Linked DNA regions of Mus musculus: region 2 is linked to region 1. The links are chromatin contacts, called in public capture Hi-C maps. All regions are on one chromosome and are shown on one strand. The core of a region is the stretch at or near the end of the contact, and the rest is flanking DNA. Distances in the headings are between cores, read along the strand shown. Region 1 overlaps Lbh (limb-bud and heart). Region 2 has its middle 17 kb from the start of Gm41616.

Region 1 (5,693 bases), core at 2,169-4,668:
ATGTTCTTGGGAGCATGTGTGATTGACAAGATCCTATTCCCTTTGTGTAGGTGGGAACTTGGTGTTGATTAGTTCCGTCCATGCCATCATCCTGGGCGTCCCCTGTGTGACAGTAGGGTAGTGATGGCAGAGACGGGAAGGGATAGGGCTGAAGAAAACACAGTTGCCTGCTGGATGCTTCTGAACTTGCCCTGCAGGGGATGAGGGTAGGAGATCCCCATCAGAGCTTCCCATACCTCCTGAAGAACCTCTTTGTAGAGGGATTTTCCAGTTTGTTTGTTTGCAGCTCTGAGAGAAGATGGGGCTCTTTGGACTTGAAGGTTTAACTAGAAGCAGTGTTTCTGAGCAGAGCATTTCTTGGTTCTGCCAGGTTCCGCTGAGGCAGCCCAGCGTGCAGTACTTTGTTTGCTTGCCACCCCAACCGTACCTGTCATGTGCTCTGCAAGTCCAACGGGAGAGTTCTTTTTCATTTTTTTTTTCCATTGCCTTCCCCACCCCATCAAATTGTAGCTGCAGCCTCTCATTTTTCTGCTGCCTAGATGATTAAAAACCATGACTTAGTGGAAAAATGCTGACCTCTTCCGGGTCAGCCTCTTAAGCAGCTGCCTGAGATAAGACTGGGCTGGAAAAGACTCAGAAACACTCTTGCAAGGCTTTCTGGCTTTTCCCGGAGAAACAAAAGAGGCTGTTTTGGTGCAGGACGTGTTCTGTTGTTGTTTGTTTTTTTATTTTTTGGAGAGAGCTATGGTTCTCAGAAGCACAAATCTTTGTGATCTGATAATGAAAGAAAATCTCTGATGGAAGGGGTATATCAATTATTATAGTGATTTTTTTTTTTTTTACAAATACAATGACTTGTAAAAATAACTTTTTCTCTTTAATGGTTCCTGCTTTGAGTAGGTCACAGTGCAAAGGTCTTTGGCAAGTACCACAGTATCAGACTCTCAATGCTCAGATTGCTCCCCCACCCCCACCCCCTACGGAGGACTTAAAAGACTTGGCTGTGGAGCTTTTGGTATGAAAGCCATTGGTGGATATTGTTTTCATGACTGTGTTAGAAGGATGGCTTCACGCTTGGAGCATGGAAACTAACGCTGCATCTGAGGGGGCCATTGCAAAGAAGACATTGTTGTTTGAATTTTGTTTCTGCCCTCAAGCATTGTATTACTTCTGTGTTGGCCAAGAACTTGGACGCCATCTTGTGTGATAAGAAGGCCATTTCATTTCTCTGGAGGAGAAACTGAGCGGGGGTGGGGGGGTGGGGGGGTGGGGGAGCTTGAGAGGCCTTGACAGGGGTCATGCAGTGGATGTCAAGGGAATAATACGAATCCAGAGCCAGTGCCTTAGCCCTATGTCCTCAAAGGAATGGACATCCGGGTCCTTTAGACATCTGGGTCCAGGAGCAGCTGATTTCTAGGAATGTAGCCTCTTCCTCCTCCTCCTCCTCCTCCTCCTCCTCCTCCTCCTCCTCCTCCTTCTTCTTCTTCTTCCCCCCCCCCCTTAGGAATGTACAGCTATCTACTTTATACTGTTATCATGGAGACAGAGGCTCTGCTCTGCTATGGCTGGGCTCATCAGCACTGTCTTCCATACAACACAAGCATCGCTTTGCTAACTCATAGTAAAATCAGTTGCTCTGCTTCTGCCGGCCTGGGTTGCCCGAGTCCTTTGTGATAGTCTGTGGCTTGAGAGGTCATGTGTATCCTGGGTCTATCCTACCTAGTTCAGAATGAGATCTGAATGCTAGCTCTGCCTTTTGACCTTCAGGGTCCCGGATGCTTGCTAACCCCGGGGTGGTAGTGCTGTCTCGGTGAAGTCCTATCTGATAGAGCTTTGTAAACTAAAGAGTGCTTTCATCATCGGGGAGCCCCTGCATCACACCTCAGAGCTCATGCTTGGAAGATGCCTTATGTCCTCACCTTCAGGAAGGGGCTCAGCTCCATAAAAGCAAGTAAACGACCCCCCCCCCAACCTAGCTGATCCACTTTCCGCTCACACTCATTAGTGTGAACCCGCCACCAAGTCAACAAGGGCAAACATCAGAGCGGGTAGTGTGACAGGACATGGTGGCCAGTTTCTCCAGACCTCTCTGACCCGCCTGGGTCCAGCCCCTCCCTGGTTTGTTTTCCTTCTGGCAGCTATTACGATACATTTTATGAGCCCTTTTAAGTCTTTAATGATGCGTACTCCTGCAGCTGGCTTAAGGCTTAATCCCAAGCAATAGGCCTTTATTGGATAAATGGTTAATAATCACTGGTCTGTAGGGATTGGGACGATTTGTGAGGCCCGTGATTCTCAGAAGCCCCACGCGGGCTTCCGAGTGCATCTAGGAGATCAGACACCCTGGGAGACCTCAGATGTTCGGTGGGATAAGCATTTCTTCTGCCCTCCGAGTACAGCAAAACAGGCAAGTTTCCAGGATTTCTCCCAACGCCTGTTTCCATCCACTTGAATTTGAACAGACTGTGTGACCTTCAGTGAAGTCCCCTTTCCCCCTCTGGGGCCTGGGTTTCCTGTCTGTCAGACAGAGAGGTGGGAGGAGATGGCCTTGAAGGTGCCAAGTGTCAGTGATCTGGTGAGCCCCAGATTTCCCAGACCAGAGCTCCTCTCTCCTCTTGGGCGTGTCACTGAGGGCTATGAATGGCAAGGGACCAGCAGCTCGGTGGATTAAGTGCTTAGCTACTGGGCAAAGAATTGGGTCAGCTGTAGTCACAGGGCAGTATGTGCAAAGCAAAGCCAGACTTGGCCCCTAGTTTTATAGCCTGGCTCAGTGTTTCGGTCAGCACTGGGAAGGACCCACATAAGTGGACTGGGGCCTCTTCCACGGGACTCTGGGAGGAGATTGGAGTCTTCCAGGTGTACTGATGGCAAGAAGCCAGGACTCGCTCACAGGTGAAAAGGGAAGGCACTGTGGATGCTTTTCCCAGGCAGCTTGTGACTGGAGGCCTTGACTGGATCTGGATCTGGCTTAGACTTGGCAGTTGCGATGAGATCCAAAAGGCAGGTGACACAGGAGCATGGGAGCAAGCACACCTGAGGTTGAGCCTTAGTTCCGTCCAGGCTAGAAGGGCCTAGATGACTAGTTTGCCCAAGCCTGGGACTTTTAACATAACCCGAACAACACTTGATTTTTGACTGTGTTAGTTTAAAACGATGAACGATTTGGTTGTTTATTTCTTCTGGGCACCAATAATTATTCTGGCAGAAATGTAATGTTTTAGCGCCTGCTGTATGGTGTGGATTGCAGGCATTAACTGCTTGCTTATTCCAAAGCAAAGCCCGGCATACCGTGAGAAACGTGATCTTTTTTTATTCTTTTATCTAGAAGTAAAGCACTAGAAACAGAGTTACACCCACCCTCTTGTTCAGTGGTATGGTCCACAAAATTTTAGCTTTAGGATTGGGAAAAAAAATCTGGCTTAGAGATAGTTTTCTCTAGAACGTATTCCCCTGGATTCTGTCTTACACCCACAGTGTTTAGAAGGCAGAACATAATCCTTGGAAGACAGCCAGTGTTCTCTCTCTCTCTCTCTCTCTTTCTCTCTCTCTCTCTCTCTCTGTGTGTGTGTGTGTGTGTAAAGAAAGAAACACGTTTCTCTTTCAGATGTATATATGACCAGATGTCTGCGTTGTTCTTTAAATTTTCAGATCTTTCCGGACCCATCAGACTTTGACCGTTGCTGCAAGCTGAAGGACCGCCTGCCCTCCATAGTGGTGGAACCCACTGAAGGGGAGGTGGAAAGCGGGGAGCTCCGGTGGCCTCCTGAGGAATTCCTGGTCCAGGAGGATGAGCAAGACAACTGTGAAGAGACAACAAATGAAAAGAAGGACCAGTAGAGTCCACGCAGGCTCGCCTGGGTCATGCCAGCCAGCACACCTGAACTGTTTTTCCCATGGTGATGGAAGAAGAGAATGAGCCACAGTCATTGTGAAAATGTCAAACGAGGCTTCCGTTTTGCACCTGAAAATCACCGAGTCGGTTTTCTTTTCTTCTTCTTTTTTTTTTTTTTTTTTTTTTTTGGTTTGTTTTTAAATTCGTTGAGCAATGGAGCCCTCTGACAACTTGCAAGGCTGAGAAAGGAAGTTGCTGAGAACAGGGGTGGAGGGGGGGGTGGGGGGAAGGGGTGCTGCTTCGAAGATCCCTATCTGAACTCTAGTGCCAGAGGCAGTGCGTGCACATGTGTGTGTGTGGGGGGGGGTGCAGTTCGGGCTGAGGGGGTGAGCAAATGAGCAAGAAAGATTTTGGATTAGAAGAAGAACAACAACAACAACAAAACAAAACAAAACAAACTCTACACTTTTAAAGAGAACTACAGCCAGGAAGTGCTGCTCTTTCCAGCATTTGTCCTGGCTACTGGGGCATCTGACAACCAAGTCCTTATCTCCTGCTCTGTTGCTCACAGCCACCAGCCTTTGTTTTCATTTCAAGTGTGTTTGGTCACCCACAGAGAAGTCGGGCCAGGTAAACTGCCTAGGAAGCCAGATGGAGGGATACAGAGGAAAGGAAGACTCCACCACCATTCCCCAGATGCTTCAGGCTGTCAGAGTCCCCAGGGACCTGGGAGGCTTTAAGACATAGTACTTTTGAGTTTTTCTCCCTATTTACCCCCTTCTGCCTCCCAGTATATAAGGGGAACAGCCAGAGCACTTCCTGCCCTTGTGAGGCACTCCAAGGCTGCAGCCTGAATAGGGAGTGCCTCCTCCCACGGTGGATCTCCCAAGAATTCTTATGTAATCTCTATGGAGCAGGAGGGTAGAAGTGTCGGCTTTCTCAGGCCTGCCCTTCCTTTCTCCTTTGGCCACAGCAGTCAGGTGGACGGTCCCCAGCTATGCTGTGGCCTGTCACTGTTCATCTGACCTGCAGCAGGGCCACTCCAATGGGTTTCCCAGCCCGGCTTCCATGGGCGCTAAAAGCAGAGTGTGCTTCTTGGTTGGGAAGCTGGCTAGCGGGCTTCCATGCAGGGGCCTGGGTGGTGCCGCATTGATTCCCATGTGGGAATCAGCCCTCCAGTGGAGCAGCTGTGGCATCCAGTTTGAGACAGTAGCTGTTGTGAGATCACGGCTTCTCCTCTTGTTGCTCCTGAGCACAGGTTGGGAGAAGATACAGGGTGTGCTGGAGTATCCTTGTAGAATAGCAGCCTTTATTCCTTCCCCACTTTACCTGTCTCTGGAAAGGGCAGCAGTTGCATGGGGAAATTAACATTTGGATTTAGCTCTGATCATAGCTCAGAACCTTCTGGAATAGCGGGTTAGAGGACAGAATTTTTAGAGCAGGGCTGTTTGGTCAAGAGGTGGACTTAAAGCCTTCCTTAGGCTTCACTTAGCCAACCAAGGCACTCACAAATGTCCCCTCACGTCTCTTGTCAGTCCAGGTTGACCCCCGTCTTTGGACTCGTTTGTCTGGTTCTATTTAATACCTCAAAGTCAGTGTGGCTCTGGGCCACGTTGGGGCAAGAGCGTGGGGGGTGTGCTGTTGACACGGCATTCAGCAAGGTTTGGTTCTGGGATGCCGATGGTCACCCCCTCCCCCGTCTCTTCCCTCTGTCGTCTGCCTGTGATACACACCGATGGCAATAACTTTTTTCCGGCTCCTTGCAGAAGTGGGAGAGGGCTGCAGCCAACCCTGCAACCAGAGAGCTTCTCTCTCTCTTGCTTCCACTCTGCTCTGTTTTGGCTACAGAGATCTGTTCATC
Region 2 (5,693 bases), core at 1,294-3,793, 130 kb after region 1:
AACCCTGGCTTTTCTATTCTTGATGCCTCTGATTACCAAGCAAGTATAGACCATTCTGTTTGTGCTCACTGTTGACGTCAGAAGGTCCCTGAGCCACCTGGACAGTGTACATCTTTGCTTCCTTTCCCCCAGCCATTTCCTTAGAGTTCAGGGGTTTTGATGTATGCCCTAAAAGTTCTTGTGTTTGAAACATAGTCTCCTACATCATAGGTCAGTAGTATTTGGAGGCGGGACCTTTGAGCAAGGTTACGTGAGATCATGAAGATGTGGTCTCTCTGATGGCCTTGGTGCCTTTGTAAGAGGATAAGCAATCTGAACTGGCACATTCTTTCTTTCTCATGATGATGGCATGACCTCTTCCGTGTTATGAGACAACAAGAGGTCCCTCACCAGAAGCCAGAATCTTAATGTTGGATGTTTTGGCTTCTAGAAGAATAAGGCACTAAATTCTGTTATAAAAGGTCCTTGGGCGTTTTGTTACAGCAACGGAAAAAGAAAAACCAAGAGGTATGCCCATATTTTGAAGAATCCCTGTTCCCAAATCAGTTTCCTTGAGGACACTGGTGCCGTTGGCTGCTCTCCAAACTATTTTGGTGGCCACTCACCCCCTGAACACCTATCCTGAATCAACTCATATCGCTTTGTCTTTCCTCGTAGTTCTTGATTGCATGCATAACTCTGTATCTCTGTCTTTGTGGTCTTGCCATTCTTCAAGACTTACATCCTTTCTATTTACTAAAGCTCATTCACTAATTAGCAGGGATAACTACTAACTGGGAGAGGCATATCCAAGGGAAAAGATTGGGCAGAGATACCCTCTCTCCACCATTATGTCTACCGAGGTTTCTCTACTGAGAAAGCCCCCAAGAGTCTGTGAAACCTTTGCCCACTGCAAGCTAAGATGACAATAGGTCCCAGGTAAATGTCCTGGGTATTTCCAAAGTGGAGCCAAAGTCTGCCTCAGGATATTTATAAGATGACAGAAGCTTCCAGCATCAACCAATGTCACGCACAGTTGAGTAGCAGTGGCTTCTGCCAAGTCCTCTCCATTTGCAAAAGTCTCCCGCTTGCTAAACATGTCAGTTCCTTGCTGAGGGTTAACTGCTCAGCAAGGTTTTGATCTATATGTGAAAAAGCAACCAAAGTCACTTCTGCAGGCAACCCAGCCTCTGCCTCTCTCCTTCCCTTCCCTGTCTCTAGATGACATCTGAACAGCCCTATTCTGATGGCTGCCAGAGAGCAAGTCTTCTAAAATTAGAGGGCACAGAGATCTTTTTCATTTCTTTTTAAACTTGGACCTTGTAAGTTAACCTTCTCCCCAGTGAGGTAGGCTTCTAGACAAGTTGGTTTCACTGCTATAAAGATAAATGAAAGGCTAAGTAGAACTAGGAGCACCTCCCAGGGCTATAGCTGATGACTTGACAGGTCATTTATTCCAGGGCATAGCCTGGCTTCTAGCCAGGTCCTCCAATAGAAGCTGAGCTAAGGAAAAACCCCAGTGAGGTGGGTGACCCCCAGCGTGGGTCCTCTGCTTTCTAGCCAAGGCCATCTAGCATCTGGTGGATGCGCATAATTAGTAATGCTTTTGAGGATAACGATTTTGGTCTCATGGAAAAAGGAGAGTTGGTCCAAGATAGTGTCTGGTAAACTTTGACATTACACCCTAAAATGGCCTTGTGCTCGCATAGAATCACTAAGCAGCCATGAGATCCCATTACAGCACCCTCCTCAAGAAGCAGCTTGCCATTGAATCTGTCCCCAAATCCCAGTCTTTCCTCAAACAAAAGAAGCTCTGGTGTGGGAGGATCTGGAGTCACCCGAGGGAAGAGAAAGCGTAGGCTGCCAAGGCTACAGTAAACTTCTAAAGGTTTCAGCCCAACAGTTTTCGTTTTGTGTATGGAAAAATCCAAGATTCGAGAACAGAGACTCTTTCGGAGTGGAAGAACAGGACAAAGTGAATGACTTTGCATAAGGGCTAGCACACACCCCTGCTTCCTTATTAGCTTTGTGAAGGCACCTGAGTTCAAAACAAGAGCTGAAGCTGGAACTTCCCTAAAGCCAACATCTTCTTCTCAGGCGGGATTGCCTCCCACGGTTCTTTAGGCAGTCCAGGCTGGCCTCAAACTCTCGGGTCATCTGAGGGTGTATTTAAGTTTAAAAGCGTCTGGTACTTCTCCCTCGACTTCGAAGATCACAGGTGTAGGCCACCATGCCTGGTTTACGTGTTGCTGGGACCCAGATCCATCACATCCTTGGCATCCTCCAGGGATGTTCAAGATGCTTCTCAGTCTAAAAGTATCCTTAATGCCACAAGATAGAGATATGGAATAGACGCCCCACCCCACCCCACCGCCCAAAGAGGCTTTGAAAATTGAAAGCCAGGCCTGGCCAGGGCCCTCACCGGATGTTCAATGAGCACAGGAGGAAACAAAAGTGCTTGTGTTAACAGAATGTCATTTCCCAACATGAGTCAGGCCCAGCGCTGAGGCAGGGAAAGGAGAGCAAATGCCTTCCCATTCATCACCGCGGACACGGTTATTTTTAGAGCCAACACCAGCTCAGCGCTGGGCTCCAAGGACCCTGCCGTGGAAGGAAACAGGGCTCAGCTGATGATAGAGTTGGTCGGGGGTAGAAAGCATGTATGCATGCAAGCTTGCCTTTGTGTATGCATGTAGAGAACGGGGAAGGCAAGCCTCCCCCTATAGACTGCAATCCCTGGACATAATTCCTTCTGTGACCATGGAGAAAGAGATAGCGCATTTAGGTAATTATTTAAAGAAGTGGCTCCCAACCTAAGAGTTGCAACCCTTTGGGGGGCTGAACGACCCTTTCACAGGGTCACACATCAGATGTCCTGTATATCGGATATTTACATTACAATTCATAACAGTAGAAAAATTATAGTGATAAGGTGGCAACAGAAATAAATTTATGGCTGGGCAGTGGGGGGGGGGGGGGTCACCACTGCATCAGGAGCTGTATTAAAGGATCGCAGCATTAGGAAGGTGGAGAGTGCTGCTCTAAAGTCTTTGACGTTAGTAGTAGGGAAGACTTTCAAGCAGCAGCTGTGAGTGAAGCTGTAAGTGAGAGAGGCCAGGTTTCCAAAGCGGTCCTGAGTCGGGAGGCTGAGTGGTATGGATAGCCAGCTGCCCAATCACCCTCAGGGGCTGGGGCCAGTACGGTCGGATGAGCCCCAACTACTAGTGTGTGCCAACAGGCCCATTCTCTGAAAGGTAAGCCTCGCCTGGAATTAGAAGAGTCCCCTTTTGCAAGGGTCTAGCCCCTCTTTCCTAGGAGCTATAGGAAACGGAAATCCTGAGATTGAACTTGGCTCGGACAGGAGGTTGGACTAAGGGTGTGGTCCCATTCTTTCCAAGTCTCATTGGAAATATCCTTCAGTCCTGCCTGGGCCGATGCTAACGCATCCTAGTTGAAGAGGCATACCTACTCAGCCTGACACAAACACAAAAGCAGCACAGCTTCTGAGGAGGCTGTTTCTTCTAGGAAGCCACAAGGCTTCCTAGACGTTCAAGGTCTATGGGAGTGTGGTTTATACTACACAAGTAGCATTAACTTTTAAGGGCCTCAGAGTTGATTCACTTTCCATTAATAGCTCAACTGCCTCCGAGGCTCTGGCCAATTTTAAAGCTCCTTACGGGCAAGGAAGGTTGAGATGACTTCCTGCATGGTCATTGGATGGATTCCTAAAATCCAAAGCAAGTGGATAGAGCATTCCACAGCACGGTGTCATGACTTCTACCTCCTCCCAGGGAAGCAGAGAGGGATCCTCAGTTACAAAAGAAAGTCTCTGCTGCTGCCCTGATAGCACCTAAGAGACGGAGGGTATTTGAACCCCCCCCCCCAGATAAGAAATAAACAAAAGGTGGGGTGTCAGAGGATGGTTTTGTGCACTGTGTAAAGGCTGTCTTTGTATGATTCAAATGCTGATTTCTCTACTGGCAGAGAGTTAGTCCAGGACAGACTTTGGTATTGTAATTTTTATGAAGCATCACCTGTTTCAGTGTTTAGTAAACATTCTTGTTCATACCTCCTGATTGGTTAATAAAGAGCTGGATCAGAGTAGGGAATAACAGAATAGCAGAAGACAATAGGGCAGGACTTCCTGTTCCAGTTAGGGTGTCCTAAAGGAGACAGACAGGTAGAGAAAGACCACAAGGAATGGAAGATGTGGAGAGACCATGAGGAGTTGCCATGAACAGGTCACCAAGGGAGTTTCCATGGGATACACATGGACCAGAATGAACTAGGGCAAGACTCAGATCGAAGATAAAGGACCGCATGGCTGGGAAAGCAGCAGCCTTGGAGGTCAAAGTGGCTCAGAATCTGCCCAGCTTAGGCTTGCAGCTTAAAAAAATACCAGGTCTCTGTGTCTTTTGGGAAGAGCAAACGTGAGCTAGAGAGGGTGTAGAAACACCCAACAGTTGTTTGAGAACAAAGGAGGCATAGAACCTACCCACCAAGAATTAATTTTATGGGCTGGAGAGATGGCTCAGCAGTTAGGAGCACTGACTGCTCTTCCACAGGTCCTGAGTTCAATTCCCAGTAATCACATGTTAGCTCACAACCATCTGTAATGGGATCCTCATCTGTTGTGTTTGAAGACAGTGACAATATACCCACATACATGAAATAAATCTTGAGAGAGAGAGAGAGAACTACTTTTACAGTGGACTTCTTGTTCATTCAGTTTTGACCCTATCTTTTCTTCTATAGATATCACAGATAAGGACTCTGAGTCAGCATGGAGACCAGGCAATGCACTCAGCTATCTTAAGAACCATCAAGTTCACCTGTACAAAAAGGCAGACAAGCTGTAGAGGAAGTAACAGCACCCAAGAAGCCAAGTGCTTCTACCCCAGCTCTGTGCCTAGTTGGTGATAAATGAGCCACCTACCTGTATACACCAGAAAAGGAATGGCTGGGACAACAGGCTCTTGACATTCCACTGCAAAGCAGCATAAAACAAGTATAAGGAGTGGGGTGAAACATCCAACAAGAATGCCACCTAGGAAAGCCGGCTCTTGGGCTGAGTGTGGGAGTCAGCAAAAAGTTTGTTAATAGCCAACAGATATCCATCTCTCAAAAGCTGAGCACTGAGTAACAAGTCTTCATAAGAACTCTGCATGGTAGGTATCATTTTCCTATTGCAAGATACCAAGCACACTATGTGGCAAAGATAGGCTTAAGCTTCTGTCTTCCTGTGTGCCTTTTGCCACACAGTGTCCTCCCAATGGACTAACAAGAGTAATGAAAGTCTGTTTTCCTTACATCAAGCATCCTTTTTAAAGTCTGTCCCCTGCATGTACTCCTTTTATTTTTTTTTCCTTTTATGACTTTATTTATTATCATGAAAGAGCTACAGTTCTACATCCTTTGAGCTGTACTGGGGGAATTGAAGAACAGTGTGGACAAGTGCCTGGCCCCGTGTGCCACCATTTCCTCTTGTCCAAGTCACCACCAGATGACATCAGTGGCATCAGTCAGTTTCTATGTGCACTGGTGCTTCCAGAAGAGGAGGTGACTCAGATACCAGCCTGCTTCGTTCCATGCATCAAAAACCAGCCAGCTCCCTGCTCCTCTTTCCTCTGAGTTGCTTTGAGCTAGAAGGCCCTGGAAGGGTAGGTCACATGGTTTGTCTATGTACCCCTGGAGGCATGGGGCTACAGCAAGTG

The links. Capture Hi-C pulls out chosen DNA fragments and counts their contacts.
Region 2: a capture Hi-C map of bone marrow-derived macrophages shows a contact between it and region 1, with 4 times the contacts expected there. The contact joins two enhancer-like sites. A contact is called at or near these places in 1 of 15 datasets of contacts at CTCF or cohesin (the NIH/3T3 cell line), 17 of 484 Hi-C or Micro-C datasets (the HL-1 cell line, adipose-derived mesenchymal stem cells, cerebral cortex and 7 more), 10 of 115 datasets of contacts at active chromatin or transcription factors (the 230-238 cell line, bone marrow-derived macrophages, craniofacial prominence and 7 more) and 3 of 9 other capture datasets (adipose tissue, bone marrow-derived macrophages and liver).

Annotation. Positions count from the first base shown.
Region 1 is chr17:72,935,608-72,941,300 of GRCm38.p6, forward strand. Lbh (limb-bud and heart) reads left to right here. Exons shown (of 3, transcript NM_029999.4): 3 at 3,649-5,693. The coding sequence ends at 3,837. Among named protein-coding and RNA genes, the nearest start is that of Lbh, 20 kb to the left of the region's middle. Within about 2 kb of position 3,419, at least 91 of the 459 cell types and tissues checked have an H3K27ac peak or open chromatin away from gene starts, as enhancers often do. A contact at or near this core is called in adipose tissue, bone marrow-derived macrophages and heart atrium, where this site is marked.
Region 2 is chr17:73,065,133-73,070,825 of GRCm38.p6, forward strand. No RefSeq gene overlaps it. Among named protein-coding and RNA genes, the nearest start is that of Gm41616, 17 kb to the right of the region's middle. Within about 2 kb of position 2,544, at least 85 of the 459 cell types and tissues checked have an H3K27ac peak or open chromatin away from gene starts, as enhancers often do. A contact at or near this core is called in adipose tissue, bone marrow-derived macrophages and heart atrium, where this site is marked.